2 separate regions of the Mus musculus genome follow, and region 1 is linked to region 2. Evidence: chromatin contacts called from public HiChIP or PLAC-seq data. All regions are on one chromosome and are shown on one strand. The core of a region is the stretch at or near the end of the contact, and the rest is flanking DNA. Distances in the headings are between cores, read along the strand shown.

The links. HiChIP or PLAC-seq counts read pairs in DNA pulled down with a chosen protein or histone mark.
Region 1: a contact with region 2 is called in an H3K27ac HiChIP or PLAC-seq map of large pre-B cells, with 2.5 times the contacts expected there. The contact joins two enhancer-like sites. A contact is called at or near these places in 1 of 484 Hi-C or Micro-C datasets (cranial neural crest) and 1 of 115 datasets of contacts at active chromatin or transcription factors (large pre-B cells).

The regions. Positions count from the first base shown.
Region 1 is chr12:114,979,041-114,985,689 of GRCm38.p6, forward strand. It overlaps Igh. Among named protein-coding and RNA genes, the nearest start is that of Gm40899, 220 kb to the left of the region's middle. Within about 2 kb of position 2,906, at least 19 of the 459 cell types and tissues checked have an H3K27ac peak or open chromatin away from gene starts, as enhancers often do.
Region 2 is chr12:114,646,749-114,653,243 of GRCm38.p6, forward strand. It overlaps Igh and Ighv1-14. Among named protein-coding and RNA genes, the nearest start is that of Gm40899, 110 kb to the right of the region's middle. Within about 2 kb of position 3,878, at least 2 of the 459 cell types and tissues checked have an H3K27ac peak or open chromatin away from gene starts, as enhancers often do.

The DNA of each region.
Region 1 (6,649 bases), core at 1,656-4,155, 330 kb after region 2:
AGCCTACCCTAAGTGATAGGTGAAAGCTATCACTTATTAACATAAGTGAAAGAACAGAACGTTTTGATGGGAAATAAATAAGAAATTTACATTGCTTTTGAAAAATGGGTGTAATTAGAGATAACTGTATTAATTAAGGCAATCTCAGAATCACAAATATTAAAGGAGACCCTCATTATCAGCTCTTGTACGTTTCATTGCATTAGTGAAATTCTCTAGTATAATAAAGGGCAATAGTTGGGACAAGAGGTTACAAGAAAAATATGCAAGTTATACAAAATTAAAGTATGAAAACTGTACATTTGTAAAGTTGTTATTTCTATATTTCATAAAGATTTTTATTCTTTGAAATTCTCAATCATATATCAAATATGCTATGATCTACAACCACTTCCAGGACGTAGACCACAATTTACAACTACTAGGTCCCTGTGGTTCCCCTTGGGGCCTTACAAAAGTCTCTTTCCCAAAATCCCATTTCTTCTGTTTCATTACCTAATAACACGGTGAGTTTAATTAGTGCTACATTTATATGCACTGATAGGTTTATCACAACTAAAGAGTAAATCTTCAGAAATCTCCTCCCCCCCCCAAAAAAATATATATTTTGCCCATCAGGCATCACATGCCAAAAGACCTTCAGCTTGGTGTGGGCCTTCAAGTGTTCTTCTCCATCAATTTTGTAATGGTATTAAAAATAAATTATATTATTTTGGGGTGAGGAGAGGGTACCTATGTATCAAAGTAGATATATTAACCTCAGAGGAATACTTATGTAATTCAGTTTCATGAGATTTACCTGATATTCCTAAGCTTACCAGTAGACATCTTTACCTGCTCAGCTATTTAGAGGTCTCACATGTGGTAATTTTCACTGGATTGATTTGTGTATCTTATAATGTTAAATATATCTACTGAGAGTTCTTACATGCAATAAAACAGTTAAATCTCTGGAGATAGAATTTGATATCCTTTAACCCCATTTTCTATATCTCTTTCCCTGTTTTATGATGGTTCTTGATTTTGATTTTTGGGTGAGAGGTTGGTATTATTACTCGTCTGTGCCTGAGTACTCTGTCAATCATTCTCAGCACTCTGACCACTCATGATTGGCTGCATTGATCTTTACACACAGCACATATGGACCTCTGTGATCAAGGCTCAGACAGTCTACAGGATATAAAGGTAAATATTTATAAGGAAGTTTGACAGCATGACCCTAGGGCATATATCATCACTAAATATCCTTTTAAACCACACTTTCCTAGGATGAAGACTTTCCTATGAAAGTTCACCAAAAAAATAAATAAATAAAATTGCTTTGTCCCAGAAAAACCCTCTCAAACATGTACTCCAATGGCACTACATATTATTATGCAGATGGTCATACATCCATATTTATTCACAGCATGTTATTCATGCTCAAGTTACAGCACAAAGAAGAGAGAATCATCTTAGATTTCCAACAAAGCATAAATAAACTTGAAAAAATCATAAACACAGTAAAATGAATATCACTCAGTTGTAAAATAAATTATGTAATCTATAACTGTCTCATTGGAACTGAAAAAATATACTGAATAAATCACTCCTATCTATAAACCAAGTGATTCACTCTCACTTATATGTGTTCAAAGATTTAAATATTTTGTTTGGTATATTGAATTGTAGAATCAGAGAGACTAGAATTGGGACAGTAAAGTATGAGGAATTTATAAACATGATAAAACAAAACAGAGATATTAATAATAAAAAAGTTTTAAGATTTAGATTATAAGAGCCAGAGGGTGTGGATAACTCCAAAGAATGAATGTACTTCAGACACAATTGGACAGTTGCACATGTGAATTCACAGAGACTGTGACTGCAGACTCAGAGCATGATCCAAGTCAACTCAGATAAAATTTGCAGATGGAAATGGACACACAGGCTCTCACTGCTAACCAAGAAGTTCTGCATCCAACACTCACACACAAAGGAAAAACTAGTTTTCCCCAATGGAGTTCATAGGGGACACTAAGCACAATTAATCTTGTAAAATCTGCTTAGCAGTTGGTAGCACAAAAGAAAATCAAAACAATGGTATTTTTGCAGACATTTTTTCTAATATCTTCAATTCTGATTGTCTCACTGACATTTGGAATATATATGATGGATAGAAATTTGTGGTTTTACTGGTTTCCGTGTGTGTGTGTGTGTGTGTGTGTGTGTGTGTGTGTTTGTGTGTATGTGAGTGTGTGTGTGTGTGTGTGTGTGTGTTCAGTTTATTTTCTTTAGTTTTTGGTTGCTTTTAAATCCCTTTTAAATTAATTTCTCATTTTTTGGTTTTTCAGAAAGAATAAAATGTGTGTAGTTTAGTGAGTTGGTAGGTAGGAAGGATCTGGAATAAGTTTGGGATGAGGGAATGAGATATTAGAATACATTTTGTGTATTTTTTCAAAAACTATAAAAAGCAAATAAAATAAGTAAACATAAAACTGTGAAGTGTTTAATAAAGAATCTTTACCATGTTTGGGCATGGAGATATCACATGTCAATCAAAGCTGGGCAGATCAGTTAATACAATTACGAAAGGAAACCACAGATTATACAGAGTCCCGTCCCCATCCATCTCATCTCTTTATGAGAATTCTTGTCCACATGCTGACCCCTGCTGGTCATGAACTCCTATGCATTTAGGCTTGTCATGTCTCACACAAAGTTGCACAGTCTGCCTTAAGAAATTCCTGTAACTCCAGTGTTTACAGAGCTCAGCTGAAGGGATAAATGGCTCTAGTTTACCTAGGGATAACGTTGTCTTCATCAGAGATTTTAAGTTGTGCTACTATGGTTATAATATCCCTCTCAAAGACAGATTCTACCTTGGTCGCATTTGGATCCAGCTCTATGAGTTCCCATTTCTAGAAAAGCAATAACAGGAAGTAACAGCTGCTTTGCTGTTTTCATCAGGCTAGACCTCTGGCAGAACACCTGTGACAGAGGGTAAATCAATCTCCCTACATTGTTTATTAGACAGAGTGAAAACACTTACACAATAATTGTACGCAGGAGTGAGACTATTGCTATCAATAACTAAAATGTTGAAGCAGATTAGGACCTGTCTGAAACTTAGAAGCTCAAACAATTTTGAACATAGTGCTGAAATAGGGCTATACTAACAAGTAAAAACTCTGCTTAGAAAAGATGAAATAGAGCAATCAGATAAATGTCTGAATCTTAGAGATCTGCAATGAGACTTACTCCATAATTTCATGGGCTCTCAGGGACCCCAACAACAACCAAAAACAATACATAGGCTTGACCAAGACACCCAACGCATGTATAACAAATGGGTAGCTAAATCTTCATGTGAGTCCCCTAAAAACAGGAATGGGGGCTGTCCCTAAGGTGCTACCTGTCTTGAAATCCACTCCCCTACTGGACTAACTTGTCTGGCCTCAGTGGGAAATGATGCCCCTAACCCTGCAGAGACTTAATAGGCCAGAGTTGGGGGATATCCAATGGTGCACCTACCCTCTCAGAGGAGAAGGGAAAGGAATAGAAGGAGAGACTTGTTTATGGAAGACCAGAGGAGAGGGCAGCATCTGGAATTTAAAAATCAGTCAATCAGTCAATAAATAAAATGCCCCCATTGGATATCCTAATTAACATGTCAAATTAAAAATAAACTCCTCACCCTGACATAGGTTAACCCATATATATAAATATGGGAGATATATATATATATATATTTGCCCTCCCACTACTCCTTCCTGATCCTTGTCACCTCTTCTCCTGTCTGGATAAACTTCCTTCCTGTTTCTTGTAAAAACAGGCTTCTAAGAGGTAAAAATAGAACTTAGCAAAATAAAATATAATTAGCTAATATAAAAGGCATTTAACTGAAGTTGGAAAAGGTTAATCAACAAAAGCAAAAGAGTCCTAAGAAAAGGCACATGAATCAGAGGTCATCTAATTCAAACAATCAGAAGTCCCATAAAACAACTAAAATAAAAGTATAATATATACAAAAAGGGCCAGAAACAGATCCATGGTGGCCCTGTTCTTGCAAATGTCTTTGTGAGTTCTTGTGACGTTGGATCAGTTGAGTTAAAGGCCTTCAAATCCCGGTGCCTATTGTCTCTGATGATTTTTTTTATTGGCTATTTTCTTTATTTACATTTCAAAGGTTACCCTGTTTATCCCCTAAAAATCTCTATACCATCCCCCCTCCCCCTGCTTCTGTTGGGGTGTTCTCCTACTCACACAGCTACTCCTGCCTCCCCACCCTAACATTCCCCTACACTGGGACATTGAGCCTTCAGAGGACCAAGAGCCTCTTCTCCCATTGATGCCCAACAAGGCCAACTTCTGCTACATATGTGGCTAGAGCCATGGGTCCCTCCATGTGGACACTTTGGTTGGTGGTTTAGTCCCTGGGAGAACTGGGCAGTTCTGGTTAGTTGATATTGTTTTTCCTATGGGGTTGCAAAATTCTTCAGCTCTTTCAGTCATTTCTCAAATTCTTCCATGGGGATACCATGCTAAGTCCAATAGTTGGCTGCAAGCATCTGGCTCTGTACTTGTCAGGCTCTGGTAGAGCCTGTCAGAAGACAACTATATCAGGCTCTTGTCAGCATGCACTTGTTAGCATCCACAATAGTGTCTGGGTTTGGTAACTGTATATGGGCTAGATCTTCAGGTGGAGCAGTCTCTGGATGACCTTTCCTTCAGTCTCTGCTCCACATTGTTGTCTCCATATTTTCTCCTGTGAGAATTTTGTTCCCCCTGCTAAGAAGTATCCACACTTTGGTCTTTGTTCTTCTTGAAATTCATATGTTCTGTGAATTGTATACTGGGTATTCCAAGCTTTGGGGCTAATATCCACTTACCAGTGAGTCCTTACCACATGTGTTCTTTTGTGATTTCATTACCTCTCTCAGGATGAGTCTAGTCCCATCCATTGCTTAAGAATTTCAAGAATTCATTGTTTTTAATAGCTGAGCAGTACTCCATTTTGTAAATGTACCACATATTCTGTATCCGTTTCTCTGTTGAAGAACATCTAGATTTTTTCCAGCTTCTGGCTATTAAAAACAAGGCTGCTATGAACATAGTAGAACATGTGTCCTTGTTATGTGTTGAAATATCTTTTGTGTATATGCCTAGGAGTGGAATTGCTTGGTCCTCAGGTAATTTTGTGTACAATTTTCCAAGGAAACCCCAGACTGATTTACAGAGTGGTTGTGCAAGCTTGCAATCCCACCAACAATCCTTATGCTATAGCTTTGAGATTTAGAGGAAGAATCTACTGGACAGTGATGGTATCTTAGGGAAGGGAAATTGAATGTATAGGAATGGATTAAAATTAGAGGGCCTGGAGCTGAGGGCAAAGGATTATAGCCTGACAATGGAATACATAACAGCTCACATTCACATTTAAGAAAATATATACATGTTTCTCTTTTAGGGTCTGTATCATTCTAATTCATATGAGACTTTTTCTGTAGTTCAACCTACTTACTAGCAAATTGCATGATTTAGTATACGTTAAGAGCTGTGTAATGTTCTTTTGTATGGCCATCTTTTTCCCCTTTTATTAAAAGTAGATTTTCTTTTTTATACAATACATCCTGATTAGAGTTCCCCCACCCTCTACTACTGCAAGTGCTGCACTTCAAATATCATCTAGTTCCACCCTCTTTCTAACACTCATTAGACAAAAATAGGCTGCTAAACTATAAAAACTAAACTTATAGAAGTAAATATAATGTAAAACAAAACCATCATTCAAAAGTATGTCAAGGAGAATCAAAGAATGAAAAAAGGACCAAGAGAAAGATTAAGAATCAGAGACCCATTTGCTCATACACTCAGTAATTTAGTACTAAAACTAAATCATAACAAATACTGAAACCCATGTTGGACTTTAGGCAGAAAGAGAGATATTGGAACACACAGCTCCCATTAAATCCCATTCTTCTGAGCTCAAGGAAGCCCACAGAAGATGCAACTGAAAGAGTGTAAGAGCCAGAGGGGAAAGAGGATGCCAGAAGAACAAGACCATTTAAATCACCTCAGCAAAGGTCATGTGAATAGAAAAAGATTGAAGCAGCAAGCGCAGGACTAAGACCAATCAGCACCAGGTCCTCATGACATACAAGGCAGCTTTCAGTTTAGTTCTATGTTTATTCATCCAATTTTTCCACTGATAACCTCTAGACCATTTCCAATTTCAGCTTATAACAATAGAGCACCAATGAATGTGATAAAACAAGTGTCTAGTAGGATGTCGAGTCCTTTTTTTAATATGCTCAAGAGTGGCATAGTTAGATATTGAGGGATATCTATTCCCAGGTTCAAGTGAACAGCCATACTGATCTCCACAGTGGATGCACACAGTGGGGAGCTTTGCTGAATAAGGTGTCTAGGAATATCAAAATGACTTACAAAATAGGTTTGAATGATGTCTAATACATAACTGATCCTGCCTCATGCAATGTATTCACCATATGTGATTTCATTCATATTAAGCACATAATATTCCTATTTTATGGGGGAAATGTCTCCTACAGGAACATGCAAAATTAATATTCTGGATACAGAGAAATATTACTACATCAAACCCTGAGATTACCATCTTCCACAGGAATGTATGGGCAGGTCGATA
Region 2 (6,495 bases), core at 2,628-5,127:
CTGCTTCACCCAGTGCATAACATAGCTAGTGAATGTGTATCCAGAAGCCTTGCAGGACATCTTCACTGAAGCCCCAGGCTTTACCAGCTCAGGTCCAGACTGCTGCAGCTGGAACTCAGAGTGGACACCTGAGGAGAGAAAGTCAGAGTAGATGTCATTGTCACCTCAGGTCCTGTCTCCACTTCAGATTTTGAACTGGTGGGCCCCTTACCTGCAGTTCCTGACAGGAGAAAGAGAAATATTCAGCTCCATTCCATGGTTAGAGTCAGTGTGTTCAGGGACTTTGGAGAGGACACTGATCGTCGGTTGATTTAAGGGTGTGGACATCCCTGTTTTAATCACCATAGACTCAGGTAATTTGCATAATGATGAGCAGGGGACTTCTTACATAAGAACCTAGTCCAGCTGGAGAAGAACTGGAGAGGAAGGACTGAAAAGACACACAGGTGAGGCATCAGGAAGTTGAAGTCTAAATTCAATTCCTCTCTCAGGAAATGCATCCAATACACTTTCCATGAGTCCTGAACTGCTGATATGGTTGTAACTACAGGGACAAATCTCTCAGTTGATATTTGGCCTTAGTCTGTTGCTCTATTCTGGGATATGTTAGCATGTTGATTTACAGATAAAGCTTTGAGAAGAAGAAGAAGAAGAAGAAGAAGAAGAAGAAGAAGAAGAAGAAGAAGAAGAAGAAGAAGAAGAAGAACAAGAACAAGAACAAGAACAAGAAGAACAAGAAGAAGAACAAGAAGAATAAGAACAAGAAGAAGAAAAAGAAGGAGGAGGAGGAGGAGGAGGAGGAGGAGGAGAAGAAGAAGAAGAAGAAGAAGAAGAAGAAGAAGAAGAAGAAGAAGAAGAAGAAGAAGAAGAAGAAGAAGAAATGATGATGATGATGATGATATGGATGATGATAATGATGGAAAACTCAAAAAAAAAAAAAACCTAGCTAACTTTTATAGTTTTAGAGTCTTAGAGTCTTATCTCTCATATACTCAATTAATATTTACCTTTATAACCTGTTATATGCTTCAAAACTGAATAAAATGACTAAAAGTAAATGTATTACTTCAAAAGTGTTTACCTATCAATGTTTATTTCAGGAGAATCATCAATAAATTACAGGAATAATCTATATGTATGTAAAAATGACTTTATCAAGAAAGCATGGATATATATATATATATATATATATATATATATATATATATGATATATCCATATATATATATATATAATAAACTACACACACACACATTTCTTGACCAGAAATAAATAAGAAATTTGCATTGAATTTAGAAAAATGAATATAGAGATAACCGTATTAAGGAAGAGAATCTCAAAATCACAGACATTAAATGAGTCTCTCATAGCAGCTCTTACATATTTCATCATATACTACTATTTGTGCACATACATGATATTGTATCAGTGAAATTCTCTAGTAATAAATGGAATAAAGGAAATATAGGAGGAGCAAGAGGTGATAGAAAAATATGCACAGTGTACAAAATACACATATGAAAAATCTGTACAGAAGTAAAGTTGTTAATTCAATATTTCACAAAGATTTTCATGTATGAAATATGCTATAATCTACCACCACTCTCAGTACTCTCTTCACTATCTAACACTACTGGTTCCTATGGTTCCTCTCGGAAGATTCCAATAACTTTTTTCCCCAACATCCAACATCCTCTGTTTCATTAACTAATAATATGGAGAGTTTAATTAGTACTAGCTATATACACATAAATAGAGTCATCACTAGTAAAGAGTGAACATCAAAATCTTGCCCCCAAAAGATGAATATGTTTTGTTCATAAGTCATCAAATTACAAAAGACATTCAGCCTGGTGTGGGCCCTCAATTATTCATCCCAATCTGTGTTTATTTTTTAAAAATTATTATATGGTAAGTTCAGGATATATATATACAGTGATATATTAACATCAGAGGATGACTTCTGTCATTCAATTCTCTGACATTTACCTGATATTGCTAAGCTTGTCAGTAGACATCTTTACCTGTTCAGGCATTATGAAGTCCCTCATGTGGTAATGTTCACTGGTTTGATTTATGTATGTGTCATGTCCTGGTAAGTATAACTACTGAGAGTTTATATGTGCACTAAGAACAGTTAAATCACTAGATATAAATTTTATGTCTATTGACCCCATTCTCTGTATCTTACATCCTTTGTTCTCCCTGTTTTATGATGGTCCTTGAGTTTTGGGTGAGAGTTTGGTATCATTACTCCTCTGTGGCTGAGTACTCTTTCAGTCATTCTCAGCACTCTGACCACTCATGAACGTCTGCATCAATCTTTACACACAGCACATATGAGCCTCTGTGATCAAAGGCTCAGAAGTCTACTGGGAATAAGCACAAATATTTATAAGGCAACTTGACAACCTGATCATTAGCATTTCACCTAAGGTCTACTGGGGCCTATATCATCTTTTAAAATGAGCTTTAAAAACCACACTTACCTGGGATGAAGAATTTCCTATGAAAATTGCCCGAAAATAATAAATAAAATTATGCTGTTACCCATCAGTAACCCTCTCACACATCTACTCAAATGACTCTACATCTTATTGTAGAGATGCTCATACATTCATGTTTATTCACAGTATGTTGCTCATGGTCTTTTCACATCATATAGAAGAAGAAATCTTCCCAAATTTCCAAAAAAGCCAAAATAAAAAAGTCATAGTTATATATATATATATAAAGTGAGTATTACTCAGTGATAAAACATGAGCTATCTGAACTATGAATATCATATAGAACTGGAAAATATACACTGAATAGGTCATCCATGTCCATTAGGCAAGTGCTCCATGTACTCATTCATACATGTTCCAAGATTTGAGTATTTTGTTTAGTGTATTGAATTGTAGAAACTGAACGCATAGGATGGGGCCGTTACAGTATGAGGGATTTACAAATGTGATATAGTAAAATAGAGTTAGTAATAGAGAGTAAACTATTTTAAAATTGAGCAGATTTACAAGAGCCAGAGCAGTTGCACTACTCCAAGGAAAGAGCATATTCAAGACACAATTGGACTGATACACATATTAATTCACAGAGACTCTAGGTGCAGGCACAAAACCAGAACCAATTCAACCCAGATAAAATCCCCAAGTTAGGAGATGGAAATGGACACAGGACCTATGTCCTAAAAAAGAACTGTGATTGACAATCACATGTAAATGAATAATTAGTTTTCTCCAGTGGAGTCTCACAGGGGATGTTAAGCACAGTTAATCATGAAGATATGCTTAGCCAAAAAATGAACTCAATGGGATTTTTGCATACATTCTTCCTAATATTGCCTTGTTCAACTCCTTTTGTCTCATTTATGGTTTGCCCATATATCATGGCTACAGAGTTGTGATATTCTCATTCTCTCTCTCTCTCTCTCTCTCTCTCTCTCTCTCTCTCTCTCTCTCTCTCTCTCTCTTTGTATGTAGATTTGTGTGTTTGATTGTATGTGTTTGTATGTTTTTGTTTGTTTATTTTTATGTTAAGTTTCATTCTTTCTTTGCTTATTTTAAGAAAGAAAAAAAGATTTGTATTTGTCTGAATTCAGGGTAGGAAGGATCCACAAATAGGTGGGAGTGGGGAAATCAGTTATTAGAATACATTGTATCACATTTATTCAAAAATTATAAAAACCAGATTAAAAATATCAACATATAATCTGTGAACTCTTTAGCAAAGAACCTTTACATGCTTTGAGTATGGAGATATCACTGTTAATCACAGCATGCCAGATCAGTTAATACACATAAGAATAAAAAAAACCACAGAGGACAAAGAGTCCCTTCCATACCCTCCTCATCTCTATATGAGATTGTTGGTCTCATAGTGCCCCCTGCTGGTCATGAGTACCCATGGAGTTAGGTTTTCCATATCTTACAGTGAAAACTAACAGTCTGTTTACAGAAATAATTCACCCCTGTAATTTCAGTGTTCACAGAGATCAGATGAAGTGAGAAATAGATCTACTTTACATGGGAATAATGACATATGCATCACAGTCTTTAAGTTGTGCCAGAATTACTGTGATGTCCCTCTCAAAGCCAGCTTCTGCTTTGGTGGCAGCTGGATCCAGCTCTTGCAGTTCCCATTTATACAAAGGAAATGACAGTAGATAACATCCTCTTTCCTGTCTTCATCCGGCAACAGCAGGGGCAGAACACTTGTGGTCACAGGATAAATCACTCACCTTACATTGTATATTAGACAAGGTAAAAAGACTTACACAATCACTGTACACAGTACTGATTATGTTGACATAAATCACTGAAATGCTGTAGCACCTGACTCTTAGAAGCTGAAGCAGTTTTGTTCTTAGTGCTGAAATAGGCCTGAAGTTACAAGAATGCATAATTAGTGAAAATTCTGACTAGAGAAAATGAAAAGGACCAACCAGGTGAAAGATGTGAATCCTAGAGATCTGCCACAGAGAATTACTCCATAATTTATTTTCTTCAGTGGAGCCTCTTAGGAGATATTAAACAGAATTAATCCTGGAAGACATGCCTACCAGCTGATAGCCAACAAAAGTATGAAGTCAATGTTATTTCTGCAGATATTTTTTCCATTATCACCTTGATAAGGTCTCTTTGTCTTATTGAACTTTTGTTTATATATCAGGGCTATAGAGGTACAGTTACCTGGTTTTCATGTGTGTCTCTCTGTGTGTATGTGTGTGTGTGTGGGGGGGTGTCTATGTGTCTGTGTGTTTGTATGTGTGTGTATACTGTTCTTCGTTTGTTTATTTATTCGCTTGTAATTCCCCTCCAAATTTCTTTCTTTTTTGTTTTTTATTTATTTTTCCCCTTTTCCCCATTTTTCAGCAAGAACAAAGGTGTGGAGTTGGGTTATTTTGAAGGTGGGAAGCATCTGGAAAATGTTGTTGGTGGGGAAATCAGTTATTAGAATATATTGCATGACTTTTATTAAAAAATATACAAAGCACACAGAAACAAGTAAACAGATATCTGTGAAATGTTATACAAAAAATATTTACACTTTTTGTGCATGGAGACATCACATGTCAATCACAGCTGGCCAGATCAGTTAATACACTTAAGAAAGTAAACCACAGAGAACACAGAGTCTCCTGCACATACCTCCTCATATCTCTATGGAGATTGTGACACATGCTGTCCATGAGCTTCCATGCAGGTAAGTTTGTCATGGCTTATATTGAAGTTGCACTGAAGTCTGGCTTCAGAAATAATTTATCCCTGTAACTTCACTGTTCATGGAACTCAGCTGAAGGAAAAAATGGATGGAGTTTACATGGGGATAATGACTTATGCGTCAGAAATGTTAAGTTTTACCAATATTACTGTAATGTACCTCTCCCAGCTAGGCTTCTCCTTGGTGGCAGTTGGATCCAGCTATTGCAGTTTCCATTTCTAAATAGGTAGTGACAGGAGATAACAACATTTTTACTGTCTTCATCAGGCTACATCTGGGGCAGAGAACCTGTGTTCAAGAGTATGAATCATTCACCCTACATTGTATAATAGACACAGTGAAAAGCCTTACACAATAACGGTACACAGGGCTGGAGAATGTTTACTTGGTAGGAGGTTCCAATGCAATAGTCCACAAATCGAATTAGAAAACAGCTGCTCACCAAATAACAGTCATTCACTAATCAGTATATTTTACCTGAAGGCTCATAATGTAGACTGTAAGGTTAGGCATGGTATAACATCACTATTGTCTTTGAACTTCTTCTAAACTGCATGATACTGTTCTCCACCAAAAATGGCGTCAGGTAGAATATGCTGGACAGTAGAACTTTGCTTTCTCTATGTCCTATACCAAAGTCCCTAGATAAGAGTCAAATTCAGAATAAAATGGCTAAGATAAAAAATCTCAAGAGACAGCACATGCTGACAAAATAAAAAATCCTCCACTGATGGTGGGAATGATAATTTTACAGCCACTCTGGAAATCAATCTTGGGATTTCTCAGGATATTAAAAATAGTTTACCTGAAGAGCCAGCTATAACAATGCTGGACATATATCCCAAAACTTCCAACTTACACAAGGATGTGTATTCTAATATGGTCATAGATACAGAATCTGGAAAAACTTAGTCGCCCCTCATCCAGAGAATGGATTTTTAAAAATGTGGTTCACTTACACAATGTAGTACTGCTTAGCTGTTAAAAGCAAGGGCATAATGAATTTTGAAGGCAAGTGGATGGAACTAGAAAATATCATCTTTGCATCTGGTGTTCCTGTTCTCTAAACTAGGTTTTCCGTCTTCAGGAAAACATCAGTTTGTATTTTCTTTTATTTCAATTTTTAGGTCTGACACCATTTTATTTATTACCTTCACCTATTTAGCTGTCTTTTCTTGCATGTCTTTAAGGGATTTATTTATTTCCACCTAAATGCCTCTATCTGTTCGACTGTATTCTTCTGTATTTCTTAAGGGATTTATTCATTTCCTATTT